Linked DNA regions of Mus musculus: region 2 is linked to region 1. The links are chromatin contacts, called in public promoter capture Hi-C maps. All regions are on one chromosome and are shown on one strand. Each heading gives the region's core, a stretch centred on a gene start, on an enhancer-like site or on the middle of the called end of the contact. The rest is flanking DNA. Distances are from core to core; before and after follow the strand shown. Region 1 has its middle 7.3 kb from the start of Gm24071. Region 2 holds the start of Mocs1 (molybdenum cofactor synthesis 1).

Region 1 (3,941 bases), core at 669-3,168:
TGTTATCTGCAGCAGCCTGGCGGTGTGTGTGTGTGTGTGTGTGTGTGTGTGTGTGTGTGTGTGTGTGGTCCCTTCATCCTTTTAGAGACCTGGACTCTTCTCATACAACCTGGTCTTCAGCTTTAAGCAGAAAAGAATTTCAGGACAGGCCAGTATGATGCAGCACTGGAATTCATTGAAAATAGAAAGATGTCCAGGGAAAGAATAGTGGCCAATTCCAGAGTGTGGGAATGGACATCTTGAGACGTTGCAATTAAGGGTCTTAGCAGTAGACAGATGCCATTTTAGTAACGCTTGTGTTCTATCACAAAGAACTACTAGGAAGTTGCCTCCCCTTTCTTTGCCTTTTCAATAAGAAATGAGGGTAATTCTGGGGGGAGGGGTTTGCATGAATTGTAACCTGATAGGGTAAAACTTGGAGCCACTAGGGATTTAGGACGTGTTCTTTCTGGTGAGAGTCCTAGATAACAGCAGGCTTATAGCAGGGAAGGGAGAGAGGCCTTAAATAAATGTTATTACTTGTGTTGGAATTAAAAAATACTTCTGTGTATGTGTAAGCATGTGTGCTCCCTACTTGGGTGCCAGTAGAGACCAGAAGAGAGTATGAGATACACCAGATCTAGAGTTACAGGAGGAAATAAACCATCTAGTGTGGGTCATGGGTACCAAATTTGTGTCCTCTGGAAGAGCAACTAGGGCTCCTAACCACTGAGTAATCTTTTCAGTCTTGTGACTCTTGAGTCTCAGCTTGAGAGGTTTCAACTAGGTGAGGGATCCCTTCCTCATCGTTTTCCTTGTCCCTTCATCATACCCCAGGCAGATGATCCATGAGGCAGGTGGCCCATCTCTGTCAGGTCACTCTATGTCCCTGACTGCTTTGGGGAACTGCCTTTGCCCTCTGGGTCACTGATGCTTTCTGTGGGGGCTGTAAAACAGAGCATGCGATCTGTGAAGGACACACCCAGGCATCAACGACATGGTTGCTCCTCACATCCTTGGGTTCTCGGCTACAGAACCAGCTGCACAAAGGCTTGGGACTTGGTGCTCCACCGACAACGGCGATAGTGTGGAATTCCAAAAGATGAAGGAGGGTTAGGTGCAAGAGACTGATGAGCAGACGCTTTTACAGGTAACAGTTTCTAGATGATTCACGCTGACCTCGAAAAACAACAGCTGGCCGTGCTGGTGCACCCCTGCAATCCAGAGGCTGAGGCAGGGGCATCATGAGTTCCAGGTGAGTTTGGGCTAATAGTGAATTCCAGGTCATCCTGAGCTGGACAGTGAGATCCTGTCTCAAAACTAGTAACGGCCAACAGCATGCTTGGGATGTAGCTCAGTGGTAGGTTGCTATGTATCTCAGCATTCTCCAGGCTATGGATTCAGTCCCCAGACAGACAAAAGCAACTCCTGTCTCCCACAATAAGAATTCCCTGGCTTCAGGACAAAGAGGTAACTGGTCCCCCAGGCTTATCACCTCAAAGCTGCAGCCTCCTTGTCCTCCGGGGCTGAGATCTTTTTTTTTTCCCCTCCCAGGTAAGCACCAGGAATGATAACTAGCAACATGCTAAAGAATTTTCTTTTTATTCTGCTCAAGCACAAAAATCTTACCTGGAGGCTTCACTGTTGGGGCCTTCCAATCTTTCCTGAGCTTTAATACAGAAAATAAATTCAATTCCAGCACTTAGCAGCTGCCGCGTGGTGGGCGCTCTGAACACAGTTGCTGAACAAACGCTTTATGAGGCGGCTGTCTCCATCATGTCTAGGGGTCTGATGGAGAGGAAGTCAGCTTTCCGTGCCTCAAATGGCCTAGCCTGCCTTGCTTGTATAAGGAGAATGAATTGTGTATGTACAAGGAACAGATCTTGTCTCCGCAAAGAGGGTGGATCTTGTTAGTGCAAAGTGAACATATTCTGTTTGAGTGCGGAGCGTGGGAGGCGTGGCTTCAGTTGCACAGCTAAGCCTTGATCAACAATCCATTCCCAGGGTTACCCCATCCCCTGAGGGAATGACTACTCCACATGGGGGTTGGGACAGGGTCTGTGAGTCTCCCCCAATTTATTCCTTCATAAATTTAAGGGTTTAAAGTTATCCTGTTAGGTTTTGTTTTGTTTTGTTTTGTTTTTGTTTTTTTGGTTTTTCGAGACAGAGTTTCTCTGTATAGCCCTGGCTGTCCTGGAACTCACTCTGTAGACCAGGCTGGCCTCGAACTCAGAAATCCGCCTGCCTCTGCCTCCAAAGTGCTGGGATTAAAAGCGTGCACCACCATGCCCGGCCTATCCTGTTAGTTTTGACAAGCACATGTGCCTTGACATCACTGGAGGCTCTCACTGGGCTGCGGTTCCCAGGAGACTACTGATGCAGAATAAGGAGCTAATTCTCAGAGTTGGATGGGAGGCCTGCAGGCGAGAAGCCAGAGGGACAGCTGATAAGTGGAACTTCCGGTATCCAGGGGAAGCCGAGCAGATGCGTCTGGACCAGGAAAGAATGGAAAGCACCTGCCTACGGAGCGCTGGGGTGGGGCAGGCAGGCAGGTGTGTGAGGACAGGACAGTCACCACCATTCATACAGCTACAGCCACCTGTGCAGCATGGTGCCTTGAGACAGTACAGTTACTATTTACCCTCCTTCTGAAGATGGGCAAACGTGTTGAAGGGGTGAAATGTGAGGAGTTTACACCCTGTCCCCTCTGCCCAGGTCTGGAGGGCTTCTGGCATGCTGTTCTGCCTCAGAGATATGAAAGGCAGAGGACAGAACAGCTCTCAGGAGACTAATGCTGAATGATCACAAACAGCCTTGGTCTCCCAACCAAGGAGTGGCTAGGATGTAGCTCAGTTGGTAGAGTGCTTGCCCGACATGTGCAAAAGCCCGGGTTTAAGTCCAAGCACGGCACAGAACCCAGAATGGCGGTGTGTGCGGTGCGTGCGGTGCGTGCGGTGCGTGCGGTGCGTGCGGTGCGTGCGGTGCGTGCGGTGCGTGCGGTGCGTGCTGGTAGTCCCAGCACTCGGGAAGTGAAACAGGAAGCATCAAGAGTCCAAGCCATCCTTTGCTACACAGTGAGTTCAAGGCTAGCCTGAGATACAGGACACTCTGTCTTATGTATAAACAAAGGCTCTTAGGATAGAAACACCTGCAGCTTTATGATCTACTGAGAATCCTCTAGAAGGACGAGTCAGGGCCCTGAGAGAAAGCAGGTCATGACAGCAGGAGACTGGGAGACCTTGGCTGAAGAAATAGTAGGGAAATTTGCAAGAGGGAAGCTGCTGGTGGTAGCTTGTGTGGTATGGGACTGGCCAGCTTCCTGCGATTTCCATGCTGTGGGCCACCCCCACCCCCCACCCCAACCCTGTCCTCAAGCCTATCTCATCTGTTTCCAGCTGTCCTCCCACCAATCTTGCACATCCTGCAGTTTGTGGAGCCTCACTCCCAGACCACAAATCTAACATCTGCTGTCCTGCTTGCTGCCCCCTGCAGTGTGTTTGCTGAGAAAATCAGGCTTTGTCCTGCATGACCAAGCCTTAGGATTCTGCTGGTGGAGTAATCTGTATGGGGTCCTTTAGTACCCTCTGGCCCTGTATTTCCCATGACTGTCCTGTACCATCAAAGGAGAAGTCATCTTTCACCCCTGATTCCCAGAACCTGGAATGTCAACCGTAGAGCAGGCACACGGGAGAAATGTTTGCAAAGGGTTGGGGCTGACTCCACGGGGCTGGGTTTCCCAGGTAATCCCTAGAATGGAGTGGCCTCCGATCAGCCTGTTACTAGTGAGGTGGCTGGGACTTCTCCCAGTTCTCTGAGTGCCAAGCCCATGGAGCTGCATTTCTAGTGAGCCACCAGGGCCGTCTTCTCCCTCTGGATGTCTGAGTCCTCTTATTTTCAGAGAGAAACTCCTGCATGAAGGCTCCTGCCAACTTCCATCTCCTGAGCCTGAGACTTTGTGACTC
Region 2 (3,941 bases), core at 387-2,886, 820 kb after region 1:
ATGCAGGCAGAGATAGCCGTAGTGGTGGGCAGCGTGTCAGCCATTCTCAGGGGATCCCCAGGCCTCTCGCAGATCCTGACAGACATGCCCCACCAAATCCATTCCAATTCAAGCTGATACTTTTTTTCCCCATAATGCTACTCAAAGTTGAGACAGGACAAAACAATCTGGAGAAGGCTTATCTGACTATCCAGACAAAACCACCCCTGCTTTTACAATAACCAGCCTGTATTTGTAAAAATCAGCGATGTCCTGTTATTCTTCCGTCGCCGAGGAACTGTCAGTTCTTCTGGATTGTATGCCATACTTCCTCTTCCAACTACAGCTCACACATGCTCTATGCTGGTCGTGGCTTCATGGTACCTGAGCACAGGTAACCAGTCACGTGCCAGAATGTAGAACAAGATAAGATGTAAGTTATGATTCTAATCAGAGAAGAGCCTAACTATATGGCCAATGTAGTTGTAAATATATTTTGAATCTGAGTCTTCTTTCTGGGAGCATGGGACTGGGAGAAAGAACCAGGCCTAACTTCTACAAGGTTTGGGCAGTTTAATCAGCTACACAGCTCTGGAAAAATTGCCTCCACTCTCTGAGACTTTTTTCCTTAATTGCTACACAAACTTTCTATCCACACCAGGGTCATGGGATTGATGGTTAGCTCAGAGTTCTGTGTGTAGGGAGCAATTCGAGGGTCACCCATTCTTTTGTGTCTTCCTTTCATAAATCTGTTTTTAAACGGAGAAACAAAGACTATTGATGTATGGGAGACACAACTAGAGTGTCCATAAGAAGGGAGCTGAGATACAAGCAGAGTCTGGTGTAGGGTAAAGTGAAGGCAATTAGTAAAGTTGATGTTTTTAAATAGAATATTGGTATTTTACTGGCGCACCCAAGCAGATTTTTATGTATTGAGATATTATTTGACTTAAGACTATGTCATAAAGTAGCATGCTATTTTGTATGCTAACTTAAAAAATAAGTTAAGGGACTAGAAAGATGGCTCAGTGGTTAAGAGGCCTGACGGCTCTTCCAGGGGACCATCACCCATATGGTATCCTACAACCATCTGTAACTCAGGTTCCAAGGGATCCGACGCCCCCTGCTGGTGTCTATGGCCACCAACTGCGCCATGGTGCACTTAAGGGTGGGCAGGCAAACTCTCATACATTAAAAAATAATTTAAAGAGTAAAAAAAAGAAAATATTATTTTCATTGGAGTCAGAGTTGAAGGGCTGTAATCCCAGCACTCGGGAAGCAGATGCAGAAGGCGATCTGTACATTTGAAGCCATCCTGGTTTACAAAGCGAGTTCCAGGGCAGCCAGGGTTACACCTTTGAGACACTGTGTAAGGGTCTCTACTCCCCTGCATAACGAAAAGAAAAAAAAAAGTATAACGTGCCTAGAAGTTTTTATGTCACCCCTTTAAATTCTGCATCTAAAGACAGCTTAAATCCAAGACCAAGCAAAGCTGAAGGAAAAGAACATAGCTCTCCCAGACTTGGCATTTCTGCACAAGAACACGCTTCCGTCCTGGAAGGGGGCGGAACGCGTGGACTACAACTTCCAGAGGGCAATGCGGAGAGGCACCCTCGCTGATTGGCTACTTGGGCGCCGCCCTCTGCTCCGCCCCTCCGAAATGACTCTGTTCCAGGTCCCGGGCTAGAGTGCTCTGGAGGCCCACTTCAGGCCGGGTACTTCCTTTGCTGACTTCATGGCGGCGCGGCCTGCGTTCGGAATAGTGCGGCAGCTCCTGAGGTCCAATGCTCGGGGTTGCAGCTCGGGGGCTCCGGTGACGCAGCCTCGCCCCGGGGAGCCCTCGAGACCTACCAGGGAGGTGAGCCCACCCAGCCCGCCTGCACACACCTACCTGGAGGGCGATCCAAGCCACCCTAATCTTCAGAATGCACTCTGTCCTGAGGCTTCCTTTGGGGAGGACCCTGGGCACTCACTGCTGGGTTGCTTGAGTTCACTCCTGCCCAGCGGGAAGGACTCCTCAGTTTCCCCTGCACCCCCTTCCCTGGAGAACCACCTAATAACAGGTAGCTGTGCTGCAGCAGGAAAAGGGGGTGCTATTAAGGAGTGAGAGTTAGGTTCCAGTGAGCTGTTCCAGCTTTCGCTTCCACCCAGTCTATTAAACATTATTCCTCACCTCCGGGGAGGAGGGTGCCAGTGCAGTCAGGTGTCCCCCGGACAACTGCTTCTTTGACAAGGACTAAAAAATATTGCTAGCCAGGTGTCCGGCACAGCCGGTTGTCACTTTGTTGTGGCAGGGTTCCATGACCTATCTTCTTTCTCTTGGGATGGGGTGGCCTCATTTGATGAGAACGAGAGCAAGATCAGGTTCCGTGATAAGGAGTTCCTGCCTGTCTTCATAGTGAGGGGCAGGGTCCTGTATTGCACTTCTCCGAGTGTTTCCAGTGACGGTAGGTCTTAAGTTTGTTGTTTTATCTAAATGGTTAGGGAAACCTGCGAAACTGTTCCATCCGCTTCTGTCTTCCAGAACTGAGCGTGAAGTCCCAGGACTCTGAATTTCACAATATTTGCCTCTCCCATCTTGCTCAAGACATAGGCAGGCTTATGTCAGAGCGTTCACTTCCTCAGACTTGCCTCTCTGGGATCCTCAGATAAAGCAGGCTTGTTGTTACAGGGCTCTCCAAACCCTTGAACTTTGTACTTGAGTGAAAAGCGCTAGGATAGCCAAGGCCACCATGGGAGCTCTTAAAAACCGATACTAGCAAAAAATAATTTTTTTCTTCCTCATCATGGATTTTGTGCTTTTTGTGAGGGGGCCTGTGCAGTGTGACTAGCTGATGGCCCCTTGGCCTCACACTCTCTCTTGGGGCACAGTAAAGGTGGGACCTTAAACAGAAACACCTGTGCTAGCCTCTCCCCTGGGGTGCTGTACTAGGTCCTGTTGGACACATCCTACCAGGGCAAGCAGTCATTCTTTCAGTGGTACCTCAGACATTGCTTTCTGCATATCTCACTTGGGACCGTCTTCCACTAATTGACAGTTCCTAGATGCTAGGTCTCCCTTCGCCTTTCTAAGTATTTCCTCCGGTGTTTCCCTCAGTGCATGTAGCCAGCCAAGCCAGCAAATGTCTTTTGGCTGCTTGAAGCACATCTAATGAGTTAGGTGGAGCAGTAGACAGAGCAAGGCCTAAGGAGACCTGTGATCTTATCTTTCGTTGGCCTCTAAGTTTACCTGGCTTCTAGTCTGTGCACTCACTTTCCCTTGCTTTCTGTCTATAAATCCAGAGGCTTAAACCGGCTCACCTTGTACAGGAGCATAGGGCATGAGATCTGTAAGAGCATCTTAGAGGTGAGGTGAAATGAGGTACTCAGCTCCTTTATAGAACTGCCAGTGGGCAGGAGCAGAGGTGCAAACATCCGCCACCCTCGCCCTGCCTTCCTTTCCTCCAGGGACCCTCTGCCTGCCCTTCACAGTGCTCTGGTGGGCTGAGGTGGGGAGCCATGGTGGATGCTCACTGGGCTTCCTGCGTGTGACGGTGTGGGTGTGAAAGAGAACTGAATCTTAGGTGGGAGCTGGCTGTGCAGAGTGGAAAGGGGGTCTTGGGGCAGTCTAAGGACGGGTGGACAGCTTCCACAGGCGCCTAAGGGAAATGGAGAGGAGCTGCTGTCTTGGCCGAGGTACAACAGACAGCTTCCTGAACATTTAGTTCAGGCAAACCCTTTCCTTCTCTGGAACGCTACTCTGACTTTCTGGGGGGGCAGAAAAGAGTTCTGGACTGAGGCCTGAGCCCACTGCCTATGGTGGGGTTAAAGGACTCTAGGTGACTCAGGCAAAGACAAAGTCGCCTAGCTGTTCAGAGTTCTAGAAAAGAGCAAAAGCTGGCAGGTGGGTGTTGAAGACAGGAATTGGTGCAGGAGAAATCACGGGAGTGGTTCTGGAAGGAGTAGGGAGGACGGTGCTGGGG

Evidence for each region. Promoter capture Hi-C pulls out the DNA fragments that hold promoters and counts their contacts.
Region 2: a contact with region 1 is called in a promoter capture Hi-C map of hippocampal neurons, with 5 times the contacts expected there. The contact joins the promoter of Mocs1 here to the enhancer-like site in region 1. A contact is called at or near these places in 2 of 39 promoter capture datasets (embryonic stem cells and hippocampal neurons) and 6 of 115 datasets of contacts at active chromatin or transcription factors (the 230-238 cell line, bone marrow-derived macrophages, embryonic stem cells and 2 more).

What each region holds. Positions count from the first base shown.
Region 1 is chr17:48,608,518-48,612,458 of GRCm38.p6, forward strand. No RefSeq gene overlaps it. Among named protein-coding and RNA genes, the nearest start is that of Gm24071, 7.3 kb to the right of the region's middle. Within about 2 kb of position 1,919, at least 11 of the 459 cell types and tissues checked have an H3K27ac peak or open chromatin away from gene starts, as enhancers often do. A contact at or near this core is called in hippocampal neurons, where this site is marked.
Region 2 is chr17:49,426,728-49,430,668 of GRCm38.p6, forward strand. Mocs1 (molybdenum cofactor synthesis 1) reads left to right here and starts at 1,637. Exons shown (of 11, transcript NM_020042.2): 1 at 1,637-1,837. The coding sequence starts at 1,715.